Regions from separate parts of the Mus musculus genome. Here region 1 is linked to region 2. The links are chromatin contacts, called in public promoter capture Hi-C maps. All regions are on one chromosome and are shown on one strand. The core of a region is the stretch at or near the end of the contact, and the rest is flanking DNA. Distances in the headings are between cores, read along the strand shown.

What was found. Promoter capture Hi-C pulls out the DNA fragments that hold promoters and counts their contacts.
Region 1: a contact with region 2 is called in a promoter capture Hi-C map of pre-B cells. The contact joins the promoter of Ints6 here to the promoter of Setdb2 in region 2. A contact is called at or near these places in 1 of 39 promoter capture datasets (pre-B cells) and 1 of 484 Hi-C or Micro-C datasets (CD4 T cells).

The regions. Positions count from the first base shown.
Region 1 is chr14:62,758,182-62,764,305 of GRCm38.p6, forward strand. Ints6 (integrator complex subunit 6) reads right to left here and starts at 2,931. Exons shown (of 19, transcript NM_008715.2): 1 at 2,367-2,931; 2 at 1,985-2,062; 3 at 1,020-1,169. The coding sequence starts at 2,477. It overlaps 4931440J10Rik (RIKEN cDNA 4931440J10 gene), which reads left to right and starts at 2,320. Exons shown (of 7, transcript NR_045503.1): 1 at 2,320-2,405.
Region 2 is chr14:59,436,084-59,442,526 of GRCm38.p6, forward strand. It overlaps Setdb2 (SET domain, bifurcated 2), which reads right to left and starts at 4,797. Exons shown (of 14, transcript NM_001320720.1): 1 at 4,504-4,797; 2 at 1,354-1,682. The coding sequence starts at 1,369. Gm45935 (predicted gene, 45935) reads right to left here and starts at 4,797. Exons shown (of 24, transcript NM_001320725.1): 1 at 4,504-4,797; 2 at 1,354-1,682. The coding sequence starts at 1,369. Cab39l (calcium binding protein 39-like) reads left to right here and starts at 4,880. Exons shown (of 11, transcript NM_026908.4): 1 at 4,880-4,935.

The sequences.
Region 1 (6,124 bases), core at 1,681-4,180, 3.3 Mb after region 2:
GATTACCTATTTAAATGATGGAAATGATTTCCAGAGAAATCTGATTTGTAATGCATACTTTAAATGCTGTAAGACCAAAATCAATCATTTCTAAAGATGTTTAAGAATTATCCCCAAGTGAGGCATATAGCTTGAAGTCACAGAAAAAAATTCTTTAAAATGTTCAAAATTCACGAGAACTGTGCATTATGGAACTTGGGAAAAGTATATAACATATATTCCTAAATATAGCATTATGGTAATAGTGCTTTGCGTACTGAAGTCCTTGGGTGTAATATTATTCCTTGTGTACACCACTGCATATCCTTTGGCATCTTGCATTTCTAGGAGAGCAATGTCCTAAGTTAGTAACATTGGTCAATGACTGTTGTGACTTAAAGCTCTTGTCCCATCCTCACAGATGAAAAAAGCAACCTTAGGGAGCTTCAGGAAGACAGGCAAATTTTCATGTTTTGCAGAAAACATCTTCCCAAGGGTTTAGAATTTTTAAACTTTAGAACTTCTGAATCTGTCATTGATTTCAAGCTTCGTACTGAATGCAGTCAACCAGTTACTGCACACCACTGAAAACTCTTGCCTGAGTTTACAATCGAGGTTAAGCTAAACCCTTGTCTAAAAATCATTTCTTCCAATATCTTTATAATATAGAAGCAACTACGAAGTCAGCTAATGGCTGTGGCCCATTCAATGGTTGCATATGTGCCTACAGGAAACTCAGACTGATACATTGAGGCAGGACACCTTCCCTTTTATGTCTTTTTTATGAACTCTGAGGGACTGAAACCAAATGTGTGTCAACTTTCTAGCCAAGAATTCAGATTTGAATTCTGAATGCAAATACATTTAAAGGGGCGTGGGGGATATGCGGCCATAATACCTTAGATGTTTTGAACGGTGTGCACTGTTGTTCAACCTCCAATGTTTTATACTTGCATTCCATGTTACATACTTTTGGACTGGATTGTGGTTTTGTACACAAAAATAAAAACAACTCTTTTCTACCTTAGTATTCAACCTACCTGCCCATAGTTGTCTATGCCAGTTACTAATCTATTTAAATTTAACAAATCAAAAGCTGTCCTTAGGGATTGGCCAAGAGTCGTAAGTCCTTCTGCCTGAAGGTTTTTCAGTTCATTCATAAACGTTGCATGGTTTTCTTTCCATCCAGCCTGAAAAGAAAGATGTAAGATTTTTTTTTTTATCATTTGAAGTCATGTACACACATGGACACCGATTACAATGTGATGTCCACCAAGTAGGTATTCCATTTCAGGTTTGCATATTTAACTTCACTTTTGCTTGATATGGCTTGGGGAATGTGTTATAACTGTTGTCTCTGGTGAGGAAACTCTTCCAAAGGTGGCCAAGAATGAACCTGCTTGCCCTACACCTTTTGTTAAGTTAACAACCGTCTTAATACTTTAATAACTTCACTGGGAAATTTGCTAACATAACATCCTCCAAATTGTGTGCAAGGGACGGGTGTTGCGACGGTGCTAGTGGGAGGCAGATGGCAGCAGGACTTCTTAAGTTGACCACAGCTGTCCCACCGATCGGTGGCCTTCCTAGTTCCACTCTGTGATGACCAAGTCTCGAAGCCCCCCTCCAGGCTTCCCTGCCAGCTTTGGCTGATTCCCTTTTAATGCAAACCCGGGCTAGGCAAGGCTGGGCCCCGCTGTCACTCGGGCTAACTTGAATAAATATCCCCCACAGTTCATTGCTGCCGCTCACGCCGCGGAGGGGAAATGTCGGCCATGTTGATCGTAGCGCCTCCGCCGCCAGGCCGAGCAGGACCCGGAGGGGACGGCGGTGGGCCAGAAACTGCCACCTCGCTGACGCTCCCGGGCTGGGGAGGGGTGGGAGGCCGCGGGGAAGGGACCTGGAGGCGGGAGCGGCCGTGGGGGAGGGGAGCATAATGAAGAGGGGGCGGGGAGGGCGAGCTAGGCAGGATCAGGGAAGGGAGGGGGAGGGCGAGGGCTGTTACCTTGATAGCATAGGGCGGCTCTTCGAAAGTGACCAGCATATACCTGTCTCCTCTGCTGGCAGGGTCCCGGGCACGGAGCTGCGGGCCAGGGTGGGGACGGGCGGGAGAGAGGGAAACACAGAGGCGAGGTTACCAGTCGCAGAAGGGTCGCTGGCCGCCCCCACAGTACCGCACACGCAGGGCCGTCCCTCCGCCGCCCCCCGCACCCACAGCAGCCCCACATGGGCCAGGCCCAGCAGAGCCCGCTCCCAGCGCCCGCCCGCCCGCGCGGTGGGGGAGGGGTCCCCGCGCCCGCGGAGCCCGCAGTAAACCCGCTGCCCCCCGCCCTGCCCCCCGCGGGCCACCGGGTCCGGGTCACCACCGGGGCTGGGTTAGTCGGTACCTTCATGAAGGTCTCTACCGCGCCTTTGGCCGTGTCCAGGTAGGTGGTGCCCAGATGGCTGCGCTGGTTCATAGAGGCAGACGTGTCTATCAGGAACAGTAAGATGGGCATAGTGCTGGCCGGGGACACCGGGGCCCGAGGTGGTGAAGAGATGGCAGAGGTGGAAGCACCGGCGGCGGCGGCGGCAACCGCCGATACGCGGGGCGGGGAACGCGGCCCCCGGGAGGAAAACACCAGCTATGGGGAGTTTCTCCCCCGATAGTTGAGAGGAAACTCCCCAGCCCAGGTCCTCCCGGCCGTACCCCCGCCTCCGGCCTGCCTGCCCGCTGGGGCGGCCGCGCGGCCGTCTGTCCGTCCGTCCCCCCCGGCCTGGGGGTCCCGTCCCCACTCCCGGACCCTGTGTGTGTCCCCGCGGGAGACGGGCCCAGTTCCCCACCCCACCCCCAGTGCAGGGAGTGGGGACCAGGGATCTGGCGAAGAGGGGAGTGGGCTGAGGGGAGATTGGCCCTGGGGCTGTTGAGAGAAGTTTGAGAGACTCCCTCCGCACCCCAGCGGTGTCACCACTTTCTCAGCCCCTCTCGCTACTGAAGCGCTTTTCTCTCTCACACTCCGGTTTTAACTCGGGCAGGGGCTACGTAGGCTCCGCCCCTGACACGTACTCGGGTCATGTGATCCACAGGCCCACTGCCCTATTGGCTGGTCCTTACAGCCTCATTAGCATATTCAAACAGCTCAGGGGCGGGGGAAGCCTGCAGGCCGACCGAGAGGACAGTTATTGAGCACGCGCGGAGGCGGGGCAGCGGGTGCACGCTAGAGCCAGCGCGCAAGGGGCGGCGGGCGGCCCGAAGCCCGCAGCCGGGAGGCGGGCTTCGGGAAGGGGCGGGGACAGGCCGCGGAAGCACCGCGGGTTGGGGCGGGGACTGCGTCGGCGCGCGGAGGGCGGGCAGCGGCCCTAGGCGTGTGTGTCAAGGCGGCCGGCCTTTTGGCTGTGCGCGGTGACAGGGTCGGGAGAAGGGAAGTGGAAGCCGCCCCCAACCTGTGGGTGAGGGCCCTGCGTCGCGATTTGAGAACGCAGGGCCAAGAAGGGTGAACGGACGAAGAATACGGGAGCGCGCAGGCCCACGCGGCTGCAGCAGGCCGGGCCTTGGGGCGGCCCGGAGGGGGCGGGGGAGGGGAAGTGAGAGGTTGTTTATGACCTGGTATTAATCCCCGCCGGTCTTTCGGCTCCGGCTCTAGCCGGTCAGAGGATCCACCGAAAAGGAAGCCAGCCCTGGAGTGCCTCACCCAACCCTGCAAACCCGAAGCGGAACTCAGATGTGGACTAGTAAAGCAACTGTCCTCTCCAACCTAGTTCTCTCTTCAAATCGTGTTAAGGCACTAGACTAGATTAAGAAATGAAAGGGGGGCCTTCCAAATCCTAATCCACTGCCCTCGTTTTAAAAGTGAAAAGGGATGACCACGTTGCGCAGGTGACCCAGAGAATAGATAGGTTCCTGGGAAACCCGCCTCTCAAGTCTTTGCCAGTGTTGTGTCGGAAAACATTCTCAACCCCTGTCATATTAAGTCTTCAGTCTGCACCTGCAAGTCCGGAGAATTGTTCTCAAATGTAGTTGGGAAACTGCAAGACCCGCTGCCTGAAATATGAGTTGAATTCGGAACATTGAGGCCTTTTAAGAGTCGGTATTTGTAGGGCTTCTCCCACTGGCCCTGCATTTCCGGATTTTCTCTGCTGAAATTCTGGCCTGCTGGGCATCTGTAGTGACATGCTTGTGGCGCTTTTTTAAAATCAGGCTTTGTTGTTTGGGCTTTTCCTAATATTTCAAAAACAAAAGCCTCAGAACGTTGTTTAACTTATTATCAGTAAATAGTAGCATACTGTTCTATGGGAATAAACCATAGTACAGGCATGAGTTTATTAGAGAGTAAGACTATTAACTGATTAAATAACAACCAGGATGTGCTGCAGGCTAGTTATGCCTGGGGCTGGTAGAAATTAATATATGAATTGTGGTCCCTGTCTTCAAAGAGTTTGCAGTATTCGAAGAAAATATAAAAACGTTGAAAATCAGAAAATGATTATTGTAATTCGGGAAGAAAAAAACAATCCCTTAAATGGAGGGTGATAGGAATAGTTTCCAAGGTTTGTGTTTGTTGCTTAAGACTTCAGATCTCAAGAAGATCCTAATAAGAGATCAGTGACAATACAGAGTTGTTTTTGCAGCTCTGACATTTTTCTTTCCGTGTTAGTGCATAATTTTCAGAGAATTCGTCTCCCTTCTGGCCATGGCCTCTCAAATGTGTGTGAGTCCTGCCTGTCTGAAAACAGGCCATAATAATGTCTACTTCCTGTGTATTGTGGAATAGTATGAGCCCAATATGAGTTAAAGAAGCAACAGCAGCTGCTAGTGAAAAGAAAAAAGAGAAGAGAAAAATCAGGGCACTAAAAATGTGAAGAAAGCTTTGCTGATAGTCACAGCTAGGCAGAGGTACCAGCCAGCAAGGTTATCAGGCCCAGATAGCAGAATGCCTTTAGTCCAGAGAAAGAAATTTCCTCCTCCATATTAGGTTAGTTCTGATGGCGAGGAGGGAGGCTAAACCAAAACCATGTTTGAAGGAAATCAGATGAGTCTGATGATATAACATACTCCCATAATTAATATATCTTTTACAGTTATTTGAGATCATTTTCCAATTAAACCATGGCAGTTATTCCCTGAATCAGTGGTGTTGGCAGGTTGTCATCTAGGGTTGTTATGGACATGTGTGGTGAAGTTGCAGGTTAAATGCAAAGATCAGGAGAGACAAATCTTGAGAACTCACCTGGAGCAAATAACCAGAACCCATGCTTGTGATAGCACTGAAGACCAAAGATCAGATTTTCAGCCAGAAAGCTCAGAAGTTCTATATGACAAGGCCATTAAGTTGAACAGGAAATAGGATATATATGTCTATGTCTGTATATGTATTTATACAGCAGATACAAGTCAGAAACCAGGAGACATTGACAATCAGCCCTAGACAGAAATGGGCTACACTTACTCTGAAGTGACTGGTTTGCTTGGTTGGCGATGATGTAAGAGCAGTTCTTAGCTGGGACTCATGCATTAGCATTGCCTATAGAGCCTTAAAACATAATGCACCGAGTGTCCATACCAAGAGGAAGAAGGTCCAGTGCAGTTAGGGTAGGGGAGAGCAAGGAGGATAAGAGCGCTTGTCTCCTGGAGACCTGAGTTTGATCCCTGAAACCCACTTAGAAGGAGAGACAACACAATTATCCACACAATTATCCTCTGATTCCACATGCTTGATGTTGTACATCACATATATCACGTGCACAAATAATAAAGTTAAATTAGAATTGAATAGGCCCTGGTCTCCATATTTTAAATTTTCTATTCAGTTGAATCTTATAATACTGAAAGCTCCAATAATCACATGTTTAGGGCTGGCAAGATGGCACAGGAGATAGACATTTGCCTCCTAAGCCTGGCAACTTCAACTTGATTCTCATAACAATTAATGGCAGAAGGAGAAAATTGACTCCACCCGATTGTTCTCTGACCTTCATATTTATATCATGTGCTCCATCACCCATCCCATAAACATGCACATACACAATACTACATGTTCAATGTACAAGAATAATATATGCATTTGGCCTCTAGTAGTATTTTCCCATATCCTTGTAATTACTGCATTTGTTTTTTAAAAAATAAAGAAAATGCTGAATGTGATCACCAATCTGTGTAGTGGAGCTA
Region 2 (6,443 bases), core at 3,547-6,046:
GAAATAGGAAGATATCCATTCCTGACATCTGAAATCTACAAGCTTAGGCATCTGCACACAAATGTGTATATATACCACACACACCAATGTCAGGAACCATTTAGGATAAGCTAAAGCTAGCAGGTGGCCTTCCTGGAGGTGGCCCACTGTTTTTTGCATGGTCTTCGACAGGTGAGCTTGATGGCAAGGTTCCAAAGAGACCTCATCTCAGTATTGCTTCTTGAAGCTGATATGCTTTTCCTGTCATTATTAAATTAATATAAATGCTGTTTAGATGAATTAATGATTCTAAAGAATCCTTGATTTGTTCACATAATTTTAGGTAGAAAGTTTTAATAGATGGTCTTAGCTTTACTATAAAGCCGTAATAAAGTTAGAATCAAGAATAGAATATGCCCACTTCTCATAATGGTAAGAGAAGGCTGCATAATAAGAAATACAATGAGCTTTCACAATCACACTAAAAAGAGAAATAGACTTGGGACAGTTTTGTGTTCAAGGAAACCATTTACATTCAAAGATGAAGCTACAGGTGTGCACTATGATAAGGTAAAGCCATGTAAAAACTGCTACTTCAACATCCTTCTATAACTCCCATTTTATGTAACATCTCTGAGGTAATTTTCTAAAGAACATTTTGTCTAAGAAGGTATAAAAAGGCCAGAGAAAAGAAATAAAGTTGTTAGTTGGATAGCTTGGCTATATGTAGATATATACATATGTGTGTGTGTGTGTGTGTGTGTGTGTGTAAGTAAACATGCATGAATACTTGCGGAGTATGTAAGACAAGTTGTTAGGCCCAACAAAAATGTGAATATGTTAATGTATAAATGAAAATGTAAATGTGTGTATGAATGTATATGTTTCTGTGCATTCTGTCTGTGTAAAAGATTTTGGTTCTTTTCCTTTCTTCCTCTCTGGTTCACAAAGAGTTAACCAGCCTAGCCAGACAGGCTTCTGGCTGCTTCTCCTGAGAAAGGAACTATAGCAATAAATATTTTTACTTAATTCCCTGCTGCTAGGCCACAGGGGTTAATCACCCAAGCCAAGAGTTCTTAACCACAGAATAACAAGAAAGATTTTAGAATTTGTTAGAGGTGTCAGCAAGCATTCAGTCTACATAGAGAGCTAGAAAGCCAGAGAACACCAGTCTTCACAGCTTCCTCTACCTCCAACTCTGTGCCCCACTCACTTCAAGCCATTCCAGGCGGTGCTGGCTCCCCACACACCCAATGGGGTGGGAAGAAGAAAGAGAAATCATAGAGAGTGAAATACACACTGAAATTCAGCGATTTAGAATAAATGTATAGAAACATTTAAATACAATGTTTAAAAATTAGTTATTTGACCCACCATTTTTTTCTTCCATCTTTTGGTGTTGCTTATATAAAATTCTTCAAAATGAAGTTAATCAAAACTAAATGGGCTCCAACTGCAGTCTCTATGAAATCTGTAGTCCCCAAAGAGAGTATCTCGTTAGGCCACTTCCTAATAGTCTTTAGTATTTGAATTTGCAAATAGAAACTGTGCTTGAATAGACTTTCAGAATGACTACTAGTCCAAGAAAAACAGGCACAGCATCTTCTTCAAGGCCAGGTTGAAAGCCGGATCAGGACTACTGACAATGTCTTTTTAAAATTAAAGTTCATCCCATGTTTTGGTCCACAAATGCATGAAACACTCTGCAGCGAAAACAAAGGACAGTGCATATTTACAAAGAAAACAACTTCATCTTTAAAAATAATATAAAGCATTATGAAAAAATATACATTAACTGGAAAAAAAATCAACAGAACATCAAAATTAGGACAAGTATAGAAAAGAATAGCTCATGATCCTATCATCTATATTTAATATGTTAAAACTTGTATTACCAACCAACAAACTATCCATTTTATCTTAATATATCATAGAAACTTTTAAAAGTAGGAATAATAATGGTAATTGTCTCATATGCTGTTATGAGGATGAGATTATCACTTTGATATTTGACACATAGGAAGGATTTCATAAATGATAGCAATTATCCTCTTAGTGTATAATTTTAAAATTTTAGATTTTAGTGTATATTCTTTTTCCATGCTCACAATAGTATATTCTATTTTCTGCCCAATTACTACTATCGTTATATAAGTAAATGGCTAAATTATATACTTTGGACAATAATTCACACACTGAAGGTTTTAATACATTTAAAAAATTATTGTTATTATAAAGTTTTGTATATTTTTTTGTTACACATAATGCTTGAATAAACATTTTGTGCACTTTTCTGATATTTCCTTAGGATATATATCTAGTGATGGCAGTAATAAAATTTTTTTGAATTATCAAAGTGTTAGTCAATACCTGGTAAATTTTTCTGTCTTTTCCACATCATAAGCTTGAAGGGTGTTAGAAGGCTTTTTTTGTTGTTTTGTTTTGTTTTGTTTTTGTTTTTCAAGACAGGATTTCCCTATATAGCCTGGCTGTCCTGGAACTCACTCTATAGATCAGGCTGGCCTTGAACTCAGAAATCTGCCTGCCTCTTTCCTCCTAAGTGCTGAGATTAAAGGCGTGCACCACCACTGCCCAGCAATGTTAGAAGGCTTTAAAACACTGTATACAATCATGTTTAAAACTAAAAGGGAACTCCCAACAGATAGTCTGCGAGATCTCTATGAGGAAATGAAACTTAAGATAATGCCAATGAACATCATAACACAAAAGGATGGCAGGAAACTCCCCAAGGGGATGTGAATTCTGAAATACATGAAGAAGGTTGCATTGTGGATAAGATGTAACAAGCACACTAAACTGCTGGGATTGTGCTTAAGAGAATTAATATTTTAAAATAAATTTGAATATATTGGATCCTTGTAGGGCTAAAGAAAGGTACAATTCTGAAAAATAACCAATTAGGGATCACGGATATAAGAAATGTTCTTCAAATATACGGATTAGGTGAAAATAACACACCAGACTCATGGGAAAAGCCCCTTAGAACCCTAGAAAATCACACCTAGTAATTTATGGGGAAAATAAAGAAATGAGGTGATAATGACCAAGAATTCCTTAAAACAGGAAAGCACTCTGTTGTCCACTGAGTACCAAGTGGAATACAATTTTTCTCTTTTTCCTTTTGAGAAAGGCTCGCCTTGAACTGGTTATGATACTGAGTATAGCCTTAAACTTCTGATCCTTTTGCCTCTACCTCCTAGGCACTGGGATCAATGGCATGTGCCACCACACTGGACTTATGTAGTGCTCAGATTCCAAACCAGGGCTTTGCACAAACAAGGCACGTATTCTGACTGGGCTATGGTTCCAGCCCAGAATATGCTTGACATATACCACTAACTGTGATATGCTTCAGAACACCAAAATGTTCTTAGAAACTTGAAAATCTGTTAGCCAAAAAGAAGTATGTATCACATTGGCAATGAGACTCACCAGAAATGCAAACTGTTAAAAGGGAAACATAAGCTATACACTGTACTTCAGCCAGGCAACCTTTCCACTGTAAAATTAATACTACAGATATCCAAGTGCCACAAAGAGACATTGCCAAGCTGCCTTCCACCTTAGATTCTAGTAACTTCCACCTCAGTACACTCACTCAGCCTGACACCTCAGGAAAGGGCAGGTGGGGACAGGAGGACCAGTAGCTCAAAGCCATCCTGGTCTACTAGGCTGGACTTCCACATAGCAAACAGCAACTAAAGAAAAAGCTCTCACCAGTGTAGCTTGGAAGCTAATTTACAAAAGAAAAAAAATTGCCAAAAAAAGTTAAGGAAATTTAAAGCTTATCTTCCAAAGACAACACTAATATTTCACTGTTAGTGTACTTTTTATTTGTTTGTATGTTTTGTATTTTGAGACAACGTTTCTCTGGGTAACCCTGGCTTTCCGGGAACTCAATCCGGAGAGAACTCAAGAGATCCGCTAGTCTCTGCCTCCCCAGCCACCATCTCCCAGCTTGCCAGGAGAATTTTATTTAAATTTGGTTCTTTGCCAGTCTCAAACTTTCATCTGGCCAAACATACAGGCAACTTCATTTAGATCTAAGTTTCCTTTTTACTTGGAGGAAAAAGAAACTAAAAAAACTAAGATACCACTATCTCGTTGGTTCTTTGATAGGCATGACATAATCGGAGCGTAAGTCAGGGTCAGGCACATTTTTAACGTGTTCGTATGTTAAACAACACAACAATGGCAAAACGCCTTCTGGTGAAGAATAGAAACCTATCCTATCGTATGTGGTAGGGTATTTGGAAGAGCTAATGGTCTGTTTACCAAATCTAAGACTAAACATAAATTAATCCTCCACTTTGGTTTTCTTCACTAACATGCAAAGAACCATGTTACTACATGCCAATCATATGATCTGTCAATCATATCCCTTTCTGCAGTGACTTTATTGATCTTGGACTGTTGAGTAGTGAGTCAGTCCGTCGCTCCGAAGATACCAATCAAGTTCAACTGATAAATAATTTCATTTGTTCATGGCCAGTGTAACCTTACCTGTGGAATGGACCAGTGTCCTGAAGATCTTGTCTGTGCTCCGCTGTCTACAGCCCATGATAGCCAAATTACTCAGAAATCACCAGCCACGAAAGTGAGCGCCGCAAGACGGTGGGGGAAACGCGACTGAGAGCCCCGGCCACCCCCGCTACTGAGACAGCGGGTTGAGGCGGCCTGGCACCCCGCGCGCCTTGCACTGTCCGCACCAGAGTCTGCAGTCCCGAGGCGGCTTCACCTCAGCGGGGGAGACATCAGCCCCAAGGGAGCTCCACACAGTTTCCGCGGCCCCGCGGCGCCGGCCGGAGCGCGCGGCCTCCTGATTGGTCGGCGACTCTCTCGGTTTGTCTCGCGCGGACTGCTACGGCCAATCGGGTTCTCGGCAGCCAAGTGAGGCACTTCGCTGGAGTGGTGGCGCAGCGCTCTCTGCCCGCGGTAGGTGTGTGGCTGCGGCGAGCCTTTTCCGGCTCTGGGAGTGTGTGTGTGGAAGGAGAGTCCTCGGGGTGACAGGAGTGTTGGGAGTGAAGGGGCGACTTAACTAGCAGGGGATTCTTCTCGCCCGCCCGGAGTCTCCTCCCTGTGTTTGGGAGGCAGGCGTGGTGGTGGTGGCGGTGGCGGTGGCCCCGGCTTGGCTTTGCTGGTCATTAGAGTCTGGCGCAGGCTTTGCTTTCCTGTCTTAACCCTGATCCCTTGGTTTCCGAGAGTTGCTCAGCAGTGTTTGTGGCGCGAAGATTCCCACCGCCGACCCCTGTCATGATTAAAGGAGGCTGGCTGTAGGATTCAACACGGGAAAGCCAGTCGTGGAAGGGAGAGGGGGCTGTCTCGACCACTGGCCTCCGGGTCGATAGAGAACTTTTCTTTTTTGTCAATTGCCAGGGGCCAACTGCGGAGCCTTTGCCCTTCTCGAGAGTTCATCCTTTGACATACATGGACAGCAGGTTGTGTGAGAGTAGTTTTATTCATAAGCATGCCGCCAGCATTCATTCAATGACGTTAGAAAAAAAGAGAGAAATAAAATAAAATAAAAAGGAGAAACGGGAAGTAAACTAGTGTTTGTCATGCTCCAAATTCACTTCATGCTAGGTATACATGTAGCTCAGGCAGACCGGATCTTTCTGCCACAGGAGCGCCACACCCTTACCCCAGTTTCAAAGGTGCTGATTTTTTTTTTTTTTTGTAAATTTCTCTTTACATATTTTTAACATTATAAACTTGATTTTAAAAAAAAGTTTGCAAAAAAAAAAAAGAAAGAAAAACACATCAAAATTAACCAAACCCCAAAACAATACAACTCAAATGAATACATCTATGCAATTAAAGTTGACTTTTGGAAACGAAATTGTGAAGCTTCACATTAAATTTAACACATGTCGAATATGTTTTCTGCACCTAGTCAAAACCAACCAAACAAGAAAGCCATGACAGCTTTGTACATTTCTGGGTCTGCGATGCTATGCGGGCTGGCTTTATGGAACAGGGTATTATTTAAGGAGGGTGTTGGAGTTTGGGAAGAGCAAGACACTGTACTTTCCTCTTTCCAGTTTTCTCTTGGGGAAAAAAAAGTAGAAAAGGAAGTAGAAAGCATTCTTTTTTTTTTTATTATTTGAAAGAAGCTGCCAGATCTGAAAATCTAGCCTGTTAGAGACAAATATTTTGTGATTCACTTATAACAGTTTTGATAAACTTAACACCAGTATCTTCACTTTTTATTTTATTTCAAGGTTGAATAACTTAAGTTATTCAAGGTTAATTGGTTTGTTTTTTTGTTTGTTTGTTTGTTTTTTTGTTTTGTGTGTGTGTGTGTGTGTGTGTGTGTGTTCTTTGTGGGTTGGTTTTTTTTTTTTTTTTGGTTTTTCGAGACAGGGTTTCTCAGTGTAGCCCTGGCTGTCCTGGAACTCACTTTGTAGACCAGGCTGGCCTCGAACTCAGAAATCTACCTGCCT